3 separate regions of the Sus scrofa genome follow, and all the other regions are linked to region 2. Evidence: chromatin contacts called from public Hi-C and HiChIP or PLAC-seq data. All regions are on one chromosome and are shown on one strand. The core of a region is the stretch at or near the end of the contact, and the rest is flanking DNA. Distances in the headings are between cores, read along the strand shown. Region 1 holds the start of LOC100737821. Region 2 holds the start of EIF3M (eukaryotic translation initiation factor 3 subunit M). Region 3 overlaps LOC100737821.

What was found. A called contact is a pair of places that touch in the nucleus more often than the background predicts. HiChIP or PLAC-seq counts read pairs in DNA pulled down with a chosen protein or histone mark.
Region 1: an H3K27ac HiChIP or PLAC-seq map of skeletal muscle shows a contact between it and region 2, with 3 times the contacts expected there. The contact joins the promoter of LOC100737821 here to the promoter of EIF3M in region 2. A contact is called at or near these places in 2 of 47 Hi-C or Micro-C datasets (embryonic fibroblasts and skeletal muscle) and 2 of 2 datasets of contacts at active chromatin or transcription factors (alveolar macrophages and skeletal muscle).
Region 3: a Hi-C map of skeletal muscle shows a contact between it and region 2, with 2.6 times the contacts expected there. The contact joins the enhancer-like site here to the promoter of EIF3M in region 2. A contact is called at or near these places in 5 of 47 Hi-C or Micro-C datasets (brain, embryonic fibroblasts, epiblast stem cells and 1 more) and 1 of 2 datasets of contacts at active chromatin or transcription factors (alveolar macrophages).

The regions. Positions count from the first base shown.
Region 1 is chr2:28,495,323-28,498,302 of Sscrofa11.1, reverse strand. It overlaps LOC100737821, which reads right to left and starts at 1,281. Exons shown (of 11, transcript XM_021083225.1): 1 at 855-1,281. LOC102162727 (a long non-coding RNA gene) reads left to right here. Exons shown (of 4, transcript XR_002341532.1): 1 at 1-834; 2 at 2,772-2,969.
Region 2 is chr2:28,281,437-28,284,524 of Sscrofa11.1, reverse strand. It overlaps EIF3M (eukaryotic translation initiation factor 3 subunit M), which reads left to right and starts at 1,713. Exons shown (of 11, transcript XM_005661051.3): 1 at 1,713-1,869. The coding sequence starts at 1,828.
Region 3 is chr2:28,516,218-28,519,327 of Sscrofa11.1, reverse strand. The region is part of intron 1 of LOC100737821; the gene reads right to left. Among named protein-coding and RNA genes, the nearest start is that of WT1, 110 kb to the right of the region's middle. Within about 2 kb of position 1,412, at least 11 of the 83 cell types and tissues checked have an H3K27ac peak or open chromatin away from gene starts, as enhancers often do. A contact at or near this core is called in skeletal muscle, where this site is marked.

The DNA of each region.
Region 1 (2,980 bases), core at 32-2,531, 210 kb before region 2:
ACGTGGGCACATGGACTAGGCAGGTGGGGCGTATAGGACTGGGGCAGGGTTGTTTCGATTTTCCTTTTTTGTTATTAAAGCTGGAAAGAAAAGACTACATTGTGCACAACTGTGCGATCTCCTTGTCCTCAACGTTAATAAATGTGTTTTTAACTGACGTTTCTTTCCCACGTCTAGTATCACCACCACCTACAACCTCTCTAAGCCACAGTTAAAGTTGAAAAGTGCACGAGGTCTTTACAAACGTACAGTGAGTGCGTCTGCTCACGTACAATCCACGTGCACCCTTCTTTCCCTGGACAGAATTTCTTGGGGATCCTTCAGGCCCCCGGCCATATTTCTCCCCAGGCTCTTATTAAAACCAGGTGCGCAGGAGGAAGGCCTTTTTAGATTAAAAAAAAAAGCCTTCTCTTGACCCAAAGCTCCCCCCTCCGGTGTGTTTTCTAGAGGGGCTTCTTGAACTAAGCAAAGAGAAAGCAGGCGCCAGGTCCCAGCCGGGCGAGCGGGGCTGCACTTGTTGAGAAGGGCAGGCGGCGGGGCTGGGCCCGGGCAGGGTAGACAAGGACAGAAAGTGAGGCGGGGTGGGGCGGCAGCGGCAAACAGCCGGGGACCAGGGCCGTGGCCGCCCGGTGCCGCGCAGGGGCGTTGTCCCCGCGCGCTGAGAGGCCCCCAGACCCACCGCGCTCTGTAGGGCGGAAGAGAAGGAGCGGAAGGGAAGCAGCGCAGTCGCCGCGCCCTGAACTTGAAACCCCGGCGGCCTGCGCCTCGGGCGCTTAGAGGAGCCGCCCGAGACCCCGACCTTTCCCGGGCCCCGCGCCGGCTTCCAGAACATACGTAGGTCGCTCAGCGCTTACCCTCGGCGGCCGGTGTCGCTCGCGTCTCCAGGGACCGGAGCGGGCCTGGCGGGGGCAGGTCGCCAGTGACGGGGAGGCCTGAGCCGCAGAGCGCTCAAGCGCGCCGGCCAGGAACGCGGCAGCCCGAGCCCGAGAGCCAGCGCTTCCGGGGACGCGGGGCTGCCCGGTCCCCTGGGGCTTCGCTGCCCGCGACCCTTGACCCTAAAGGGTAGGAGCCAAGCAGGGCTGCAGCCGGTGGCCGAAGGGCGCTGCAAAAGGCAGTTGGGCCCCTCAGCCGCGACGGCGGCGCCCCCACTTGCAGCTCGCAAGAAAATTCGTGCGAGAGCTCGAGAGCCTGACCGCGCAGCCTGAACCCCGAATCCGGCCCAGCCTTATGCTAGGGCGTTGGCTACTTGTTTCGGTCAGCTGGCGCTTTGGTCAAACTCTAGGGTATTCAAAGTAGAAGACAGCCCTCAGAAGGAGGAGCATTGTTAGGCCGCAAAAGGTTGAGGTGCAGAAATGAACAGAGACCCCCCCCCCACAAAAATGCACTCCCAAATTTTGACTGGCCATTTTGTATTCCATGGACCAAACAGCATTATGGCCTTTTTGTTGTTTGTTTTTTGTTGGTTTGTGGGGTGTTTTTTGTTTGTTTGTTTTACATTTTTTAAATGTAAAAAATTTTACATTTTTTTCAAAGCCCATTATCAGGGTCTGTGTAGCCTTCCAGCCTGACAGCCTTGCTTTCTAAGGGAGTTCCATGAATTTTAAGTGGCCTCAGGAAACAGGCAGCCAGACAGACAAGAAGGTTAGAAAGCTAACGTCCGCCTTGGCAACACTGGGCTCCGCACAAGCCGCTCCAAAGTGGGTCATCCTAGCGCATCTTCTGGGCTTGGCGCCCTGTTTGATGGGAAGTTTATTCCCTGGAGAGGCTAAGTGCATTAAAAACAAGAGGATTAAATGAAAATTTAAATACTGCCCAAGCCCTCTTTTCCAGCAGGTTGGAAGCCTAACTAACATACATCCTCCAGAGAGAAGATTGTCAGATTCTTCTCTGGTGAATCTGGCCAAAGAGAAAAAATACTGACATGACATGCTCCTGATCAGATCCAATAAGATCACTCTCTGTGGTGAAGCCCAGAGTTGACAAACCCCATCTATACACAGACAGCTTCCAATTAAAAGCTCCAGTTAGCGCTTTTTTTTTCTTTTCTTCCCCCTTTTTTTTTTTTTTTGGCCCCACTTTGCAAATTTCAAGAATCACCGGCTGTCAGAAGAAAGATTCTACTGTTAAAGAGGTAGTAAGAGCAAGCAAAACACCAAGGCTATTAAGGGAGAAGAAAACCAGAGGGTTTTTTTTCATTAAAATTTTCAGATAAAATAATATGTACATCTATGAAACAAGAACAAGCTGGGTTGCTTTTTTAAAAAAGGAAATGAGAAAAAGGCAGAGCTCTTGGAACGTTATGTGAAAAAAAAAATGACTGATAAAAGTTATAGGTAAAAAATAAAGGACAGACCACATCAAGTAAATGATAGGTGTTCCAGAAATGGAGCAGAGGCTGTCATTAAATATAATGTTAATTAGTTAATTAATCAATAGTATTTCCCCAAACAGAAGGACACAAGTTTTCTGATTGAAAGGACTTCCTGAGTGCCCAGAATGGGTGAAAATAGACCTACATAAAGGAACATCACTATGAAATTTCAAAATATTGGTGCAAACAGATTTAAGCAACTTGTAAAGAAAAAGAAATGAGTGACCTAGAAAGCATCAAAAATCAAAACAGCTTCATACTTCTTGACAGCAGCACTAGAAGCTGCAGAGAGACTAGAGTAGTTCAGGTTGACTTTATGTTGTGCTATATTAAGTGCTTTACAGTTCATCCTTACAACAACCTTATAGAAATAGTTACTACTATTATCTCTCTTTTACAGGTGGGAAATCTGAGGAACAAAGGAGCTATGTAACTTGCCCAAATGACACCAGTAATAAATGGTAGAGCTGGGATTTGAACCAAGCAGTCCTGCTCCAGAGTCCGTGATCCTAAATGGTATATATACTGAAGCAGTGCCTTCAAGATTAAAAGGGAAAAGTACATGCAACCTGGAACTCTATATCCGGCCAAATTATCAGTAAGTGAGAA
Region 2 (3,088 bases), core at 464-2,963:
CCCACTTTTTTTTTTTTTTTTTTTTTTTTTTTTTTTTTTGGCTGCACTCAGGACACTCAGGAGTTCCCAGGCCAGGGATTGAACCTGTGCCACAGCAGTGAGAAAGCCAATGCCAGATCCTTAACCTGCTGAACCACCAGGAAATGCCTCCCATCTTTTATTCTTATACTTAACTTCCCCTAATTTTCTAAACAATATCCATCTCAGGTGTATATCAAGGCCTCCTTGCTATTCTTCTGCACTTTCAAATAAGAGGTAGCTTGCAATTACTGTAAGTAGATAGTCTGCCCCAGGATGTTAGAAGGGATTGGCTTGATCTTGGGCCAAACCTTTGGAGTCACCTTGAGTTCCTCTTTCTCTCACATTCCTTATTTGATCTGGTAGTAAATCTTATCAGTTTTACTATCCAGAATTCAATTAATTTCTCACTACCATTCTACCATCTTCTCTTGCTCTTATCTTTGTAATAGTTTTCTAACTAGTTTCTCTACTTGGGCCCTTGCCCAACTTATGTTTTGTAACACATCTGTCAGAGTGATCCTTTACTAAAAAAGTTAATTTGACCTCCTCACTCCTCTGCTCAAAACCTTTTACAGGCATAGAAAAGTCAAAATTAAATCTCTTATTAGGGGAGTTGCTGTTGTGGCTCAGTGGAAACACTCAGTGGAAACAAATCTGATTAGCATCCATGAGGACGCAGGTTCAATCCCTGGCCTTGCTTAGTGGGTTAAGGATTCAGCATTGCTGTCACTGTGGATCAGCAGCTACAGTTTCGATTGACCTCTAGCTTGGGAACCTCCATATGTCTTGGGTGCAGCCCTAAAAAGACAAAATAAATAAATAAACTTTATTAGGGCCTATAAAATTTGATCTGGCCATGCCTATCTCATCTCCTTTTCCTTTCCTCTTCTCTTACTCAAATGCAGCCCACAGGCCTCCTTGCCACTTGCCTCAAATCCTTTCCTTGCTGTCTTTTGCAGGAAAAGCTTTTCTGCAGATTTCTTCATTGGTACTTTCCTCATTTCGGTCAGTTCTCAATATCATGAGCCACTTTCTTTGATCACTCTGTCTAAAAAGGCATGCACACACGCTCATACACCACCCTTGTTCTTTACTTTTATCTTAATTGTGCTTAACATGCTACATAACTATGTCATAACAGTTAATACATTCAGAGTTCCCCGTATTTTAATTGCTTTATACATTACTTGATCTTATTTTTTCAAGAGGAAGCCGAAACGCAGCGGTTAACCATCAAGTGGTGCAGCAGGGATTCTACTCCAAAGAATTCGAATCTGGGGGTCCCTACTGTAAAACAGGATGCCATTCAGGACTCCTTTTCTAATTACTGTGTTGTTTGCTGTCTGTGTTGTTTACCCCACTGGATCGTAAAAGGCAAGTCAAGGAGCTTTGAACATTGCTGTTATTCCCTGGCCAGAGAGTACTGCCTGCTAAAGGCTTAAAAGTGAGTCAAATTATAAGCTTAAAAAAAAATTGGCTTAAAACTTCAGGTGCGAGGTGAGTTCAGTGAGACAAGCGGATCAGTAACAGATAGGACAGGGGGGAACACAGTCACAGCAGCTAGAGGCGCCGAGACGCGGCGCAGGAGTGGCGGCTTAGGGCGCTTCCGCCCCGCCCCGCTCCGCCCCCAACCAGAGCGCGCGCTGGGATTGGCCTCGGTGGCTCCGCCCGACCCGGTTACCCCTGTCCCGCAAGACTCGCGCAAGGTGACCCGGAAGCAGTTGGAGGCGCCGCCGCGCAGCCCAGCTCTCTTTTCCGGTCGGCGTGGTTTGGGAGGTGCTCGTTTGCGGTGCCCCGGTCTTCACCATGAGCGTCCCGGCGTTCATCGACATCAGCGAGGAAGATCAGGTATGCCCCTGGGCCGCGGCTGACGCCAGGGCGGGGTCCAAGGGTGGTGTTCAGCGGTGTGAGGGGCCACGTCCTGAGCGAGCCAGGGCTGTGCCGGCGGGAAGCTGCCTTACGGAGCCAGCCGGGGAGCCGAGAGCTGCCGTTCAAGGCCTCCACACGCCAGACTGGGGAGGCCGCGAGGCAGGGGCGTGCGTTTCTGGCTTGGAGTTGCACTAAGCTTGCGGGCCGGCGGGCCCAGGAGTAAGCCGCAGCTCGACGGCCAACTTCCTAGTTCGTGTCGGAACTCTTAGAGCCTGGAGTTAACTTCTATCGACGCAGTACTTTTGACTCATTGCAAAGGGTATCTGCTTCCGTCCCCTAATTAATAGCCACACCCTGAGTGGGAGGTGGCGAATCTTTAGGTGGCGTTAGCAGTACAAGGAAAAATAACTTCGATTTGAAAATCAAAATGGTTATGTGATCGCAGAGGCACAGGTGACCCCTATTTTGTACGTAGACTGTTTCATATCCTTATTTGAAGGGCAGGAGTGAGAGTTCTGTAACCGGAAACCATAACGTCATACTTTGAGGCATGCACCTGGTGAACAGCGCTAATATTCAAAAATTTTCTTTTTGGGTTTTGCTCTTTGGCGTTTATGGTTAATGCTTCTCGTTTCTCTCCGTAGCAAAAGTTAAACTTGTAAAGATCTTCCCTAATTTTGCAGAACTGAAAACTATATTCTGTGAGGTCTTGAGTGTTGTGATTTTGTATTTTTTTTCTTACTCCGCTAACACGGAAATTTTGGTTCCTGTAGAATAAAACATTCCTAGTCTAATGGAACTTTTATAATTGCAGATGTGGGGTTTTTGTTTGTTTTCTCCTTTGGTAGAAACGCAGACCCACAGCCCTGAAGAGCACAATAAGGAGAAAGGAAAAAGAAAGAAAAACAAGAAAGGGAAGGAGTTGAGCACAATTAGAAAGGAAGATGTGGAAGACAAGGGGAAAAAAAAAATACCTGATTAGGAATGGAATCTGTTGTCAACAAATGGTTATTAGGTTACTGAAAAGTACTTATTTTTTTTGTTTGTTTTTAAACATAGGAAAGGGTTTTTAGATGCAGTAAGTTCTTGTCATTGATTATATTTTAAAGTGTCATTTCTACTGTTCTTGTTTCACATTGGCCATTCCTTTAGTATATACGTGACTGCTTCAGGAGTTTTAACTTTGGTCGGATTTTCT
Region 3 (3,110 bases), core at 163-2,662, 240 kb before region 2:
TCTGACCCATGGTTTATAACCAAAGAATATACGCTTACCAAGAAAACTGACTACAATCATTTGTCTTGAGGAATAAACTTGAGCCCCTTCCCAAGGAAATATCATGGAGATTTCTTATTATAGAAAATTACAAAAATAGCAGCTATTATAGTAAACTTGCATGGATGCATCACTATACTTCAAGAATTATCTGGAGTTCCCATCGTGGCACAGTGGTTGATGAATCCGACTAGGAACAATGAGGTTGTGGGTTTGATTCCTGGCCTCACCCAGTGGGTTAAGGATCCGGCGTTGCCGTGAGCTATGGTGTGGGTCGCAGATGCAGCTCGGATCTGGTGTTGCTGTGGTTCTGGTGTAGGCCAGTGGCTACAGTTCTGATTAGACCCCTAGCCTGGGAAGCTCCATATGCCGCGGGTGCGGCCCTAGAAAAGACAAAAAAAAAAAAAAAAAGAGTTATCCATGTATGGCTACTCTTGTTTCATTTATATTCGCCCCTCTTCCAAACAACCTGGATTTTTTTCAAATCAGATCTCAGGTATCATATCATTTCATCAATAAACATTTCAGCATCTATCTCTAAATAAAAGAAATTATTCACTCTGTAATTTAACAAATATTTGTTTTTAATTAAATGCTACAGCAGAGGGCCCAATTAGGAAATTATTTCCTCACGTCTCTAATAACATACCATAAAAGTCACTAATAAGTGTATGTATCTTAAAAAATAATAATAAGGGGCTGGCTCAGGAGGCCACGTGGGGACTGAGGTATGCATGATTTATTAGAGCTACACAAAGTGAGTTATTTCATTCTTTCAGATATTTATGACACCGCTAAAACGCTGAATACATCAACATCAGAATTAATCATGAATAATATTTAATTAGTGCTTGACAAGGATCAATTTGGCAACGCTTTTTGTTCTTTCTCCTTCCCCCAAATAGAAAAATAGTCATAAACTAAAGTGTTTTATTTTTTCCATCTGCTTCTGGTAAAGCGCATCCCTGAATTGCTAACTTAGTTGAGATCGCCTGAACTTTCATATACCCAGGTAATTAGACTCAGATGCTGCCCGGACTGGGATTATAAATCAAGTCTGTATATGTAAAAGCAGAAAACAGACTGCTCACACCAAGACGGGTGTTCTGGCAGGTCCGTTTCTCACGGACCTGCCCGTGGAGCAGACGGGCCCCACGTCTGAGCAGAGCAGAAAGCAGCTTTCACGGAACTCCCGTGTCGTTGAGCCTCTTCTCTCACCACTACCTCCCCCAGAAAGCACTGGTTCTCTGCTACATTTCTTACGTACAAGAGAAAAAAAGTCCTTTTGGGCACTCAAGCAAAAATCCTGCCCGGAGCTGTGCTAGTAGGCAGGCAGAGGTACACAGCCGTGGCATCTCTCCAACCAGACTGCCAACATCCGGAGCCCTGGGTGCCCCAAGGCGCTTGTGCACCACTTCCCAATCAGAGATTTTGTTCTACAGCAGGACAACGAGGAGGAGAACTTTCAGTCCATTGTTGTGTAACAAGATATGCAGTCACTGAATGTTAACGGAACAGCAATACTTGTTTCGGTGTGTTAATGTTTTAAATTGCGGAACCAAAGGCTCCAGGATTTTTGAGACTGTCTGAAAGGAAGTATTATGGCTGTTTTTAGCTTAGGGGGGTGTCACTCTAAGGGTGGCCTTTTCTTTATCTGACTCATATCAAATAAAACTAAGCTGAAATGCCTATTGGAGACAGTACACATGACCTTAGGAGACAGGGAGGTGGAGATCGGCTCACATGTGTTATGTTCTATGTGCCGAGGCTCGTATGTCCTGCATCTCACAGAAGCCTCACGACAGTCCTGGGGTGGAGGGATGCAGTCTTCAATTTACAGACAAGAACACAAAGGTTCAGGTGGTTTTATGAGCTGTCCTAAGCTAACATGTAGGAGTTAGGAGTTCAAATTCAGGCCTTTTTGACTCTACAGTCCAAGTTCATCCATACAAGCTCACCCCCTATAGTGGATCTTCCATCCTCAAATATAATAACTAATATTTATTGGGCACTGTGTACTAAGAGCTTTATATGCACCTCATTTAATCCTCACCCAGTGTTGTTCTTATTCCCATTTTATAGATTTTAGAAAAATAAAGCTTAGAGAGGATAAGTGACACAGTCACGGTCAGAGAGAAAATTCATATGACTAAAGGGCCCTTTCCCTTGATGCTCTGCTACATCTCCCTGAAAGGCAACCTGGGCCACGTTTGTAATATTGTATTATAAACTATACTTCACTTTTTAAAAAAATTGGGCCACATTCATTATTTTTATAAGAGGTATGATACTCTCAAATTCTGAGTTCCTATCGATTTGTAAACACTGCTGACTGCCTGAGCAGGTGCTCGGTGATTTCACACTGTGGAAGGGAACAAATAACTAGAATTTAAGCCCTCTGACAGAATATTCAACACATACACATACATGCACGCACACACACACACAGAGCTCACGGGGACACAAGCAAAATGGGTAGTGATTTTTCATAAAATAGTTTTTTACAAGGGGGAGGAATAGTAAGAAGGGAACTGGCCAGAGTTTATCATAAAAAGCTAAGTTCTTATAAGATATGATTGAAATAAAAATTCTATCTGTTTTTATCCTTCCTCTGCCAAATGCTGAATGTCCCTCCTCCATGGCTGGGGAGATGAGGTCAGTGGATCTTGTTTCTGCTCCACTGACTTTTCTACATGCAACCTGATAGCTTCTGAAAACAATCCAATGATTACAAGATCATTAAAGTATGTTATTTTAATTAAACTACACGGGGGAGGGGCAGTAAGCCTGTTAGCAGCCCGGCACATGTACAAGGTGAGAACCACTCATCGTGGTGGGCTCACAAATCCCTTTTTCTGGTTCTGCCTACACATCACAACCTGACTGGGACCGATTCTGCTTTGAACCTAGTCAAACTGGCTCAGGGCACTGACCCTCACATGTGACATTTTCCAGATATGTCGTGAACAGTGAAAAGTTAGTGTGTTAAAGCAGGAATCACTGAAAGTGCTAAAAGAGAAGCTTGAAATTTAATAGGGCTTTGAAAAAGAAAAAAAGGATGAAAGTCTAGA